Linked DNA regions of Gasterosteus aculeatus: region 2 is linked to region 1. Evidence: chromatin contacts called from public Hi-C data. All regions are on one chromosome and are shown on one strand. The core of a region is the stretch at or near the end of the contact, and the rest is flanking DNA. Distances in the headings are between cores, read along the strand shown. Region 1 overlaps LOC120831358 (breakpoint cluster region protein). Region 2 overlaps atp2a2a (ATPase sarcoplasmic/endoplasmic reticulum Ca2+ transporting 2a).

Evidence for each region. A called contact is a pair of places that touch in the nucleus more often than the background predicts.
Region 2: a Hi-C map of whole body shows a contact between it and region 1, with 3 times the contacts expected there. The contact joins two enhancer-like sites. A contact is called at or near these places in 2 of 6 Hi-C or Micro-C datasets (skeletal muscle and whole body).

Annotation. Positions count from the first base shown.
Region 1 is chr13:18,235,863-18,240,732 of fGasAcu3.hap1.1, reverse strand. It overlaps LOC120831358 (breakpoint cluster region protein), which reads left to right. Exons shown (of 23, transcript XM_040196756.2): 9 at 603-724; 10 at 1,046-1,211; 11 at 1,386-1,505; 12 at 1,680-1,755; 13 at 1,854-1,958; 14 at 2,055-2,129; 15 at 2,278-2,375; 16 at 2,569-2,700; 17 at 4,533-4,592; 18 at 4,698-4,807. Among protein-coding and RNA genes, the nearest start is that of specc1la, 5.6 kb to the right of the region's middle. Within about 2 kb of position 2,067, at least 1 of the 9 cell types and tissues checked has open chromatin away from gene starts, as enhancers often do.
Region 2 is chr13:18,279,212-18,284,081 of fGasAcu3.hap1.1, reverse strand. It overlaps atp2a2a (ATPase sarcoplasmic/endoplasmic reticulum Ca2+ transporting 2a), which reads right to left. Exons shown (of 21, transcript XR_005714052.2): 6 at 3,534-3,614; 7 at 3,195-3,280; 8 at 2,536-3,000; 9 at 928-1,016; 10 at 679-781; 11 at 76-207. Among protein-coding and RNA genes, the nearest start is that of atp2a2a, 11 kb to the right of the region's middle. Within about 2 kb of position 2,236, at least 8 of the 9 cell types and tissues checked have open chromatin away from gene starts, as enhancers often do.

The sequences.
Region 1 (4,870 bases), core at 818-3,317:
ACTGGCGTGTCCTTTTTAAAAAACAAACAAAAAAAAAACAGGAAAGCCACAGTGCATCGATTTCCTTGTTTTTGTCGCACCGTGGCTTGCTCGGCAATGAGTGATGTCATTGCAAACAGCCTCGGAGCCTCAGAGGTCAAAAGGCCGAGGCTGCTGCGGGGAGAGCTCGTGTGGCCGTGTGTTTCTAACGCGGGCTGGACGGCTCACCGAGGAGGCTGCTGCTGCTTGAGGAGACACTTTCTGCCTTGTTTTGGACACGTCACAAAATCTATTGTTTCTGTTGGTGTTTACTTCCGCCACGAGGCTGACGTTGCGTTCATCACCAAAGCGCGGTGTGAACAGTAATCGTCAACACGTACAAACGTCTGCACAAAATGATTTTATTTGAACCCCAAATTAAAGCAATATAAACTGACATCAATATCAACCTGTAAATAGATGCTTCATTTCCAACTGTTGTTAATATTGCAGCTTTTGTTGAAAGCGGTTTGATTCTCGGTCACAGTTTCATGAGTTACAAATACTGAATTATTCAGATTGTTGGGGGATGCATTTGAGACAAATGAATTTTAATGAAGTGATTTCTCTCCTCCTGTCGGCAGAACCGCCAGCTGTTGAGGGACTGCTTCATGGTGGAGCTCGTCGAAGGTTCCAGGAAACTCCGCCACGTCTTCCTCTTCACCGACCTGCTGCTCTGCACCAAGCTGAAGAAACAGGCTGCCGGGTGAGTCCGAGTCAGGCGACCCGGAAGGTTCGCTGGTTCAAAGTCGCTGTTGGGGAATGAGAGTCACTCTACCCAGACAGACATTAGACATGTTAAAGTAAATTCCGCTTTGCTGCGAACGGAACAGCTTCGTCGTGACCGACCGGCGGTTGAGATGAACGTAATTATTTCACCAGCAGTTTTCAAGCTTGTGGCTATTTGTGCAGTTGGCTTCATGCTGCTTAAAAAAACATCCTGGTGAACGTGCAGGGCAGCAGGATAATCACTGGGCGAAGGAAAGAAAACGTGACGTTGTTATACAAACGCTTTGTGCTCCAACAGAAAAGGGCAACAGTATGACTGTAAGTGGTACATCCCACTGGCTGACCTGACTTTCCAGGCCATTGAGGACTGTGAGTCCAGCCCCATCCCGCTGGTCCAGGATGAGGAGATCGACGCCATAAAGATCAAAATCTCCCTGATCAAGAACGAGATCCAAAAAGAGAAGGTGAAGATATTAAATGCACCCACAAAAACGCACACCTCAAAATGTTACTTCATCAAGACAAATTCTTCTATGTGGAACATGTGTGGCCATGAATGGCTTCTGATTCTGAAATACAAGGAAATGTTAAGACAGCACGTCATGCATCACATAACACCCGGTGCTGTTAATCTGTAGAGAACCACAAAAGGACCCAAGGGGGTTGAGCGACTGAGGAAGAAGCTGCTGGAACAGGAGTCTCTGCTGCTTCTCATGTCCCCCAACATGGCCTTCAGGGTGGCCAACCGAAACGGCAAGGTGAGTCCCACGGAAGGTTCCTAGTAAAAATGCATGCTAAATATCGCCGTGAATATCTAGTAGGGTCAAACTTCTTAACATGGCTTCTGCTGCCCCCTGCTGTTAAGTAGTGTGCCATTACACTGCGAGAGCGCGATAAAATCCGATGTATTTCCTATCTTTTATCCATTTCAGGGTTTCACGTTCCTGATCTCTTCTGACTACGAACGTGCCGAGTGGAGGGAGATCGTTCGCGAGCAGCAGAAGAAGTGTGAGTTAAAACTTTCTACGGGAGACCATGGGGTTTGATCGCGACATTTGTGATGCCGTGTTGGTGTGACCCGCATTCACCTCGACTGTGTCCCGCAGGCTTCAAAAGCTCCTCTCTGACTTCTCTGGAGCTGCAGATGCTTACGAACTCGTGCGTGAAACTGCAGACGGTTCACACGGTTCCAATGACCATGAATAAGGAAGGTAGGGTTCCCACTGCATTGTGCATTTTAATAAACCTACAATTTTGTATTGGATCTCTCTGTTAACCTGACACGATCTGAACGTTGCCCTCCCCAGATGATGAATCTTCTGGTTTGTACGGCTTCCTAAATGTCATCGTCCACTCGGCGTCAGGGCTGAAACACAGTTTAAGTAAGTCGGTTATTCTTTGACGAGGAGGAGTCACCTCTCCGAATATGCTCAAGGGAGCGTTCTCATTGTCCTCTGTGTGTGTCATCGAAGTTTTTAGTTTTTGTCTTTGATTCAACACGTTGAAACTACTTCTGCTCGTCCCCATTAGACCTTTACTGCTCCCTGGAGGTGGATTCCTTCGGCTACTTTGTCAACAAAGCCAAAACACGCGTGTACAGAGACTCTACAGAGCCCAACTGGAACGAGGTGAGCGTGCATATCGGAGTGGAGAAAGTTAGTGAGTGAGATCCACCTTTTACTATCCACTAATATGTGTGTGTATTTAAGACCGCGTCTCTCCATCTTTGTTTTGAGATCCGTTGGTGGATGGACTAAAAGTACATTGTTGTGCTGTGGGCTGAAACCTGGAGTGTGTGTTTTTCCTCTGTGTCTTTCCAAGGAGTTTGAGATTGAACTGGAGGGCTCTCAGACGTTAAGGTTGCTCTGCTATGAGAAGTGCTGCCACAAAACCAAGCAGAGCAAAGAAGATGGAGAGATTGCAGACAAGATCATGGCCAAAGGCCAAATAAAGGTACCGGCCAATTAGGGTAGACCTGGGTCAGATGGTTAATAACCGCTTGTGTTTTTTGGGGGGGGGGTGACTAGTTCTGAAGGTCCAAACTGAATATCAATAACAAAAAGTGCTATAAGCGTTTACATTTTTTTCTAAAGGTGTTTTTTCAGTTTTTCAGTGGCATTAAATTCAATCATAAACCGAAAACTAGGAATGTTATTTATTGTGTTGCCAGTCACAGAAAAGTGAGGCACTTTAACTTCTAATCGCTGTCTGGCATTCTGGCACGAAGCACAAAATGTTTGCCCCTAAAACGGGATACGAGGCCACAGTGGAAAGTGAACTAAAAGTCAATATTTACAGACTCGTGGCGTGAACCCAAATCTATACAGTTCCGCCCGCATGAATAGGAGAAACAATTGTTGCCTGTGTGGCGTGCGCTTGTTCCCTCTATTGATTCTGGTACCTCCGCGGTGGCAGTTTATCTGCACGGCTGCCCAACACGGCTAATCCTGCCCCAGGGAGACATTTCCTGATGAAAAAGAAGTGAGCCATTAGGTTTTCCCACAAAGTCCCTCCAGGTTGACCCCTGTGAGGGTGTTATGACGGAGGGCGGATTAGTCTCGAGTTTGCACGGCTCCAGACTATGACGGAGAGACAGTGAGAGACAGAGAGCGCTCTTTGATCAGTCGGGGAAGGCATTTCCCCGCCGGACAGGTTGACCCAAACTCATCCAGATAATTGACATGTTTTTCACGAGCCAACAGGACACATGTCAGGTATTTGAATCACATAGATGACCCGTTGGGTCATGTTGGCCTTTCTCCTGGCTTTGTGGGGGACTACGTCAAATTACTTCACAAATTAAACTAACGGGTTATGATATCGGGCGAGATGAATTCGATCTGTTGAGTGGTTGAGGATCCTGTTCAGGCTCCCTGGACGCGACAGTACCGGCCCACAGTCCTCACAGCGGCAGGCGTGAGCATGTTGGTAATGAGGGTAGGAGGAGATTCTCCGAGGTTAATCCCCCAAATCCATCAGGGAAGTGCAACAACACACAAGAGGGGAGGGGAGGGGAGGTGCCTTTGTTCCTGTCTGACTCCCTGTGGAATGAAAGGATTTCGATCATAACGATACCAAGACGGGGGGATGACAGGAAGTCACGTGGAGATTCGGCTGGTCTGCGTCAAAGAAGATCACCAGGATTATTAACAAAATTAGGTGCTGGCGGTCGAGGGAACGAGGACCCGCTGATCTCGCGCGTGACGCGGGTTGGTTGCTGTCTGTGGAATCGACACTTTTTGGTTTGTTGTCCTTCACTCGGGGGGGAAGGTTCATACCAAAAAGAATGAGTGACCGTAATCCCAAAGAGGAGGGGATCGTGGATCGGGTCGGCGGTCTCCAGGAAGAGGGAGACGCGGCTCAAATGAAATCCCCGAGTACGGGGGCCCGTCTGTGGGGGCGAGTCCGCAGCAGCCTGGTCAGACCAAAGGTAAGCTGAAGAGATGAGCAAAGTGAGCTGACAAATCATCGTGGGATGTTGTTGTGAGGAAGCTCCAGGAACCAATGTTTATGGATAATGTTTTTTAGCTTCATTATGTAATGTCTTCTTTTTTTACTAAACTGAAGTGGTTTCTTGGTTGATTGAAGATCTGCCGCACAAATACATCCTGTGGGATTGTTATTAGTCAGATGACTGAAATAGATCGATGACACCACCTGGTCACATGGAGTTTGTGTTTATGTGAGTGAAGTCATTGAGCAGGTAGATCTCTGACCACCTGGCAGACACTCTACTGAAATGTGAAATTGAAATAACCCCTTTTTTTTTGTTTTTTTTCTTTCAGCTGGATCCTCAGACTTTGCAAAATAAAGACTGGCAGCGGACAGTCATCAATATGAATGGGGTACGTTTCCTTATGACGGCTCCTCCGTTTTTGCACATCTTTCCACTTTGCAACTTGCTGCCGTGGTCCTTCCAAAACGACACCCGGCTTCCTCACTTGTTTCAGATCGAGGTGAAACTTTCGATGAAGTTCACCAGCAGAGAGTTCAGCTTAAAGCGAACGCCTTCACGCAAACACTCCGGAGTTTTTGGAATCAAGATCAACGTAGTAACCAAGTGAGTCGATGATACGTCTGTGCGTTTTGGATTTGTCAATGAATTAAAGTAAGAACCAAGTCT
Region 2 (4,870 bases), core at 987-3,486, 43 kb before region 1:
ATAAGTGAGAAAAAGAAAAGGGGGAGCGGTGGAGATCTGCAGCGCGTGCAGGTTGGGGCCGCCGACGTCACTCACACAGTTGCAGGCGTTGGCTCGGTCGACCTTGGACAGGTTGTGGACTTCGGTGTCGAAAACGTTCATCTTCTCCACCAAGCAGGTGAGCGCCGTCTCTGTGGCTTCGCCGACCTTCTCGTACACACCCTTAGCCTAAAGCGCCACGGAACATGTGAGTGATTAGCTGCTCCGCGGAACACCGGTGGTTATTTTTAGGTTTGTGATTAGAGCTAATTTTAGTCTCTACATCTGTTAATCATACAAATGATACCACAGAAAGGTCAGATGGGTAAAAGATTAACACCTGTACATATTCATAGTGTTATTAAGTTATTCTGTCTACGTCTAAATTTGTTTGGTACGGAGGTCATTTATGCAAGCGCCATCGCCCAGGGTTTAAGGTTTTTCTTTTATGACCACACATTCGTTGAGAAGGAGCATGCGGGTTGGGGGCTCTTGACTTCCTTTTATAAATGCCAAATTCTAAATGTATTGGTCGGCTCTGTTGAGCTAAGCTAAGAATTACGTGCAGACATCCATTGAATATTTACTGCTTACAAAATACAAACTTCATTCTAGAGATGATTACACTCCACACATATCTGACGCAGGAAGGGTTCAGACCTCGTTGAAGTCCAGAGAGGAGTCGTTACAAAGGGCACAGATAGTAGCCAGTTCAACCAGGCCATCATACTGGGAGGACTTCACTGGTTTACCATCCTGGTACCTGAGGGTAAATAAAAAGCATTAACCTGGGAATTACAGTTCAAATGACAACTCCCTATAACCTACAACTAAATTCAAACAATATCAAACCATTATTTCAGCTTTCTCCTACAGGTTTGTGTTATGGGGTCACTGTAAAGTACTCACACTTCTCCCTCAGGTGCGTAGGTAGAACCCGTGATGGTGAACTCTGACAGAGCACAGCTGTCCCCTTCGGCTTTGTTGACGATGAACATCTGGAGAACAAGAGAGCAGGCGGGACAAAAGCAAATATGAGTTCTTCTGCCCCCACAGACTGCGGTTAATAGAACTGGTGTTTGAGTTGGCTGGCAGCTTCTCTACTGATGCAGCAGGTGGCAGCAGAAACCACAGACGTCCGAGGCAGATCGGAGTGTGAAAGACTGCGTCTCTGTCGAGGACTGGTGTCCCGCAGCCCCGAGAAAACAGGGTCTAGTTTCCTTCCAGGGAGCGACATGTAAAGCACGACATGTAAAGCGGCATGCCGTGCTCAGAAGGAAGAAGCCGCAGTGGCCGGCGTCCTTTTGCAGGACGCCTCCACGCACATGCCCAGCTAGTCTGAGATAGATTCTACCTTAACATAACCGCTGACATCAGTCAGGCTCTCCTCAAAGCAGCCGCAAAACGAACGGGTAACGAGTCAAGTGTTCCACGGTAGTCTGGTATGTTTAATGGATCAACCAACAGTCTACTGCGCCTCGGAACGTTGTGGTAAACAAGCCATCGTGCTTTTCTGGCTAATCCGACCTGCAATCCTCTGCACAGCAGATATATGAGCAAGATGGTCAAAGTAGTGCTTTGTGACACTGAGATTGTTCAATAGTTTGTAGTGCATTAACTTTGGGCAATTTACACAGGAACGATGGATATTTAACACTAAATTAAAGTCATTTAGAGGTTTTTAACGGTCCTCCTTAATCTCATTCTGCCAAAAGGGAGCAAATGTTTTCTCTCGCTAGTGCTTTAATATATTCCTCTTTGTGAATCGTTCACACACACATTTCTGCCACATCATTTGCATGATCGGATGAGTCATATTGTCATGGCTGATGTATTTGACTTTTGGTTTATTCATTTTCTTAAACCACTCTGGGCTTGAAAATTGCCATTTTCAAATAAAATTACTTTTCCAGGTTTCCCATTCCATGAGCCCAGTACATCACTGACAACTACAGTACATCTCATATTCACAAGTCTACCTAATCATGGCTGGAACAACATGGAGCCCAAACAACACAGAGGCCTAAACAACGCTTTGCTAAAACTGTAAATGAATGTCTAGTCTAATTCAGGCTGTGCCAAAGTCCAGAGCAATAACTGGACAGGCACCAAAGGAGGATTCGATGAATAAATAATAACGTGTCTCAATGTGGGCCAAGTAGTGCTGGGGTATCACTCATACAGAGAGAGCGAGAGAGAGATGAACTAGAGGCCTGTACAGCTTGGTGACGCAAGGTCAGTTACGCAACCGCAGCACTGCAAGTCATCCAACGGCTCGCTGTAGATTAGAGGAGCGGCAGCCGGTATGTTGCCTTCCTGCATCATAGCCTGTTCAAAAGGAACACTTCACTCTCTGTTTGGACGGAGCTTCACCTTAGCTGACGAAAGCGTGGTAGAGGGAGTCACAGCTGCTCTAACTGCTGACGCCTTAATCACACATCAGGCAACCATCAACGAAGACAAAGCACTGAACTAAACACACTACGTTTTGTGTGTGTGTGCGTGCGCGCGCCTCACCCTGCAGACGGACATCTGGTTGGTGGTCAGGGTTCCCGTCTTGTCCGAGCAGATGACCGAGGTGCAGCCCAGGGTCTCCACGGATGGCAGGCTGCGGACGATGGCGTTCTTCTTGGCCATGCGGCGGGTGCCCAGGGCCAGGCAGGTGGTGATGACGGCGGGGAGGCCCTCGGGGATGGCGGCCACGGCCAGCGCCACGGCAATCTTGAAGTAGTAGACGGCCCCGCGGATCCAGGAACCTCCGTGGACGGGGTCGTTGAAGTGGCCGATGTTGATGATCCACACGGCGATGCAGATGAGGGAGATGACCTTAGAGAGCTGCTCGCCAAACTCGTCCAGCTTCTGCTGCAGGGGGGTCTTCTCCTGCTCGGTGGCCGCCATCTCGTCGCGGATCTTTCCGATTTCCGTGTTAATGCCGGAGGCCACGACCACTCCCACGGCCTTCCCAGCAGCGATGTTAGTGCCCTGAGGCGACAACAAGTAACACAAACACACTCACACAGTCGGCTCAAGTGCTTCGGATAACATCTCGGACAGTGGAACGCAACAGCACGAGAATGTTTGTTTTTCTTTAACAGGAAGTTAACAGAAGCTAAAACAAAAAACACATTGTTGAAGCACAACAGGATGTGTGATGGCCGGTGAAGAGTTGAGCTTACGGAGAAGAGCATGTTCTTCTTGTCCTGATTGACAGCGCGGGGGTCCGGCACAGGGTCGGTATGTTTGATGACGGAGACGGATTCCCCTGCAGAAAAAAAAACAGAGCATTAGTCTCTGCAGACGACAGTAGAAACAAAGCACAGGCAATAATAAGACACGCTATTGAATGTTTCAAACATGAAATGTTACGGATAGAACAGTTCTATACAATAAAATCAATATACGCAACAGAATTCAATATAACAATACCCATGTTTTCAGGAGAGACAGAATGTAAAGCATAAAAGTGGCTTATGGAAAACAATTGGACGGCTGTGATATCAGCAAATACGTCTTACCGGTCAGGATGGACTGGTCCACCCTCAGGGTTGTTGACTTGATGGAACAGATACGGATGTCAGCAGGCACCTTGTCTCCAACTGCAGACAAACAAATCGGCAATCAGAGAAAATGCACTTGTGGAAATGAGAAAGCAAAGAAATAAAAAAATATATAGCCTGGAAGTGAAGGCTCATGTTAAATTGTAATGGCATCATGTGTGACGGCTCAATGGTCTTTTACACCACATAAATATCATGCAACTAAACACCTCCTGGTCCAATGCTCTGTGTGTGCGCACGCTGTATGAAGATTTAATAGAAGGTTGTTGTCTATTTTCTGCAGCCAGTAACTCAGCATTAGCGTACACTAAACGGATGCTCATTACGGGGAGGCTCCTGTACCACAAAGCATCCATTGCTGGAGGGAAAAAGAAGAAGAGCCAAAGACAGACGAGGAGATGAAGGACCTGAGAGCCGTAAAAGGCTTGTCTCGGAGGAAATGGCCAATTTGGGTACATTGGAATTGCGCTGACCCAGTTCAGCTTCCTAATGGTACATGAAGACAATATAAACTGGGGAAATGGCTCAGGCTGTGGCACAGTTCTGTGGGCGTAGTCTGCATATAGGCCTACTTAGTTAAAATGCAAATTATGTCAGATTGTTACAAAAGACCCCGATTTTATATAGTTAGAAACCAGGAAACCACAGCAGCCTGCCAAATATCCAGGGCCACGTTCAGAACCGGCCTTAATGAGTGAGTGTCCACATGTGACCAATCACCCAAACCAAATTGGGCCGTCGATAGAGAGATGGAGGATGTTGGTTGAGCGTGTTGTGGTAGCTCTCGCACGGTACTCTTAAATGTGCAATAGAAACTAGACAAAATGCATTCAAATACAATGATGTTGGCAGCAAGAGAACGGCAAAATAAAAATAAAAAGAGTGAAAACCCAAAACATTTCACGGTAAAGAAATGCAAAATCCAGATTACCATGTGAGGGAGAACCAACGTATCGTAATCTAAAACCTCTTATGACCTTTAGGCGAGCGATAGGAAAAATACTAAAAGGGAACACAATGAATACGGTACATGGAAAAAACATTTCTACGACGATCAGCGGAGCCGGGAACCGATCCGTCAGCGTGCATCGCCGGTCAATCTCACCCTAGAACAATGGAGAAGGTCACGCAAGCCGGCTTCATAGATGTTGGGCCGCTGGCTGGAGGAGAGTTCAACATCCAAACTAAGAGTGCAGTTAACTTTCCGACGGTACAGAGCCACAACTTTGATGCGTGTCGAATCGAGCAGCCCATTTCATAGCTGAACTCGTTGTTTTTGAAAATATACAGACTCC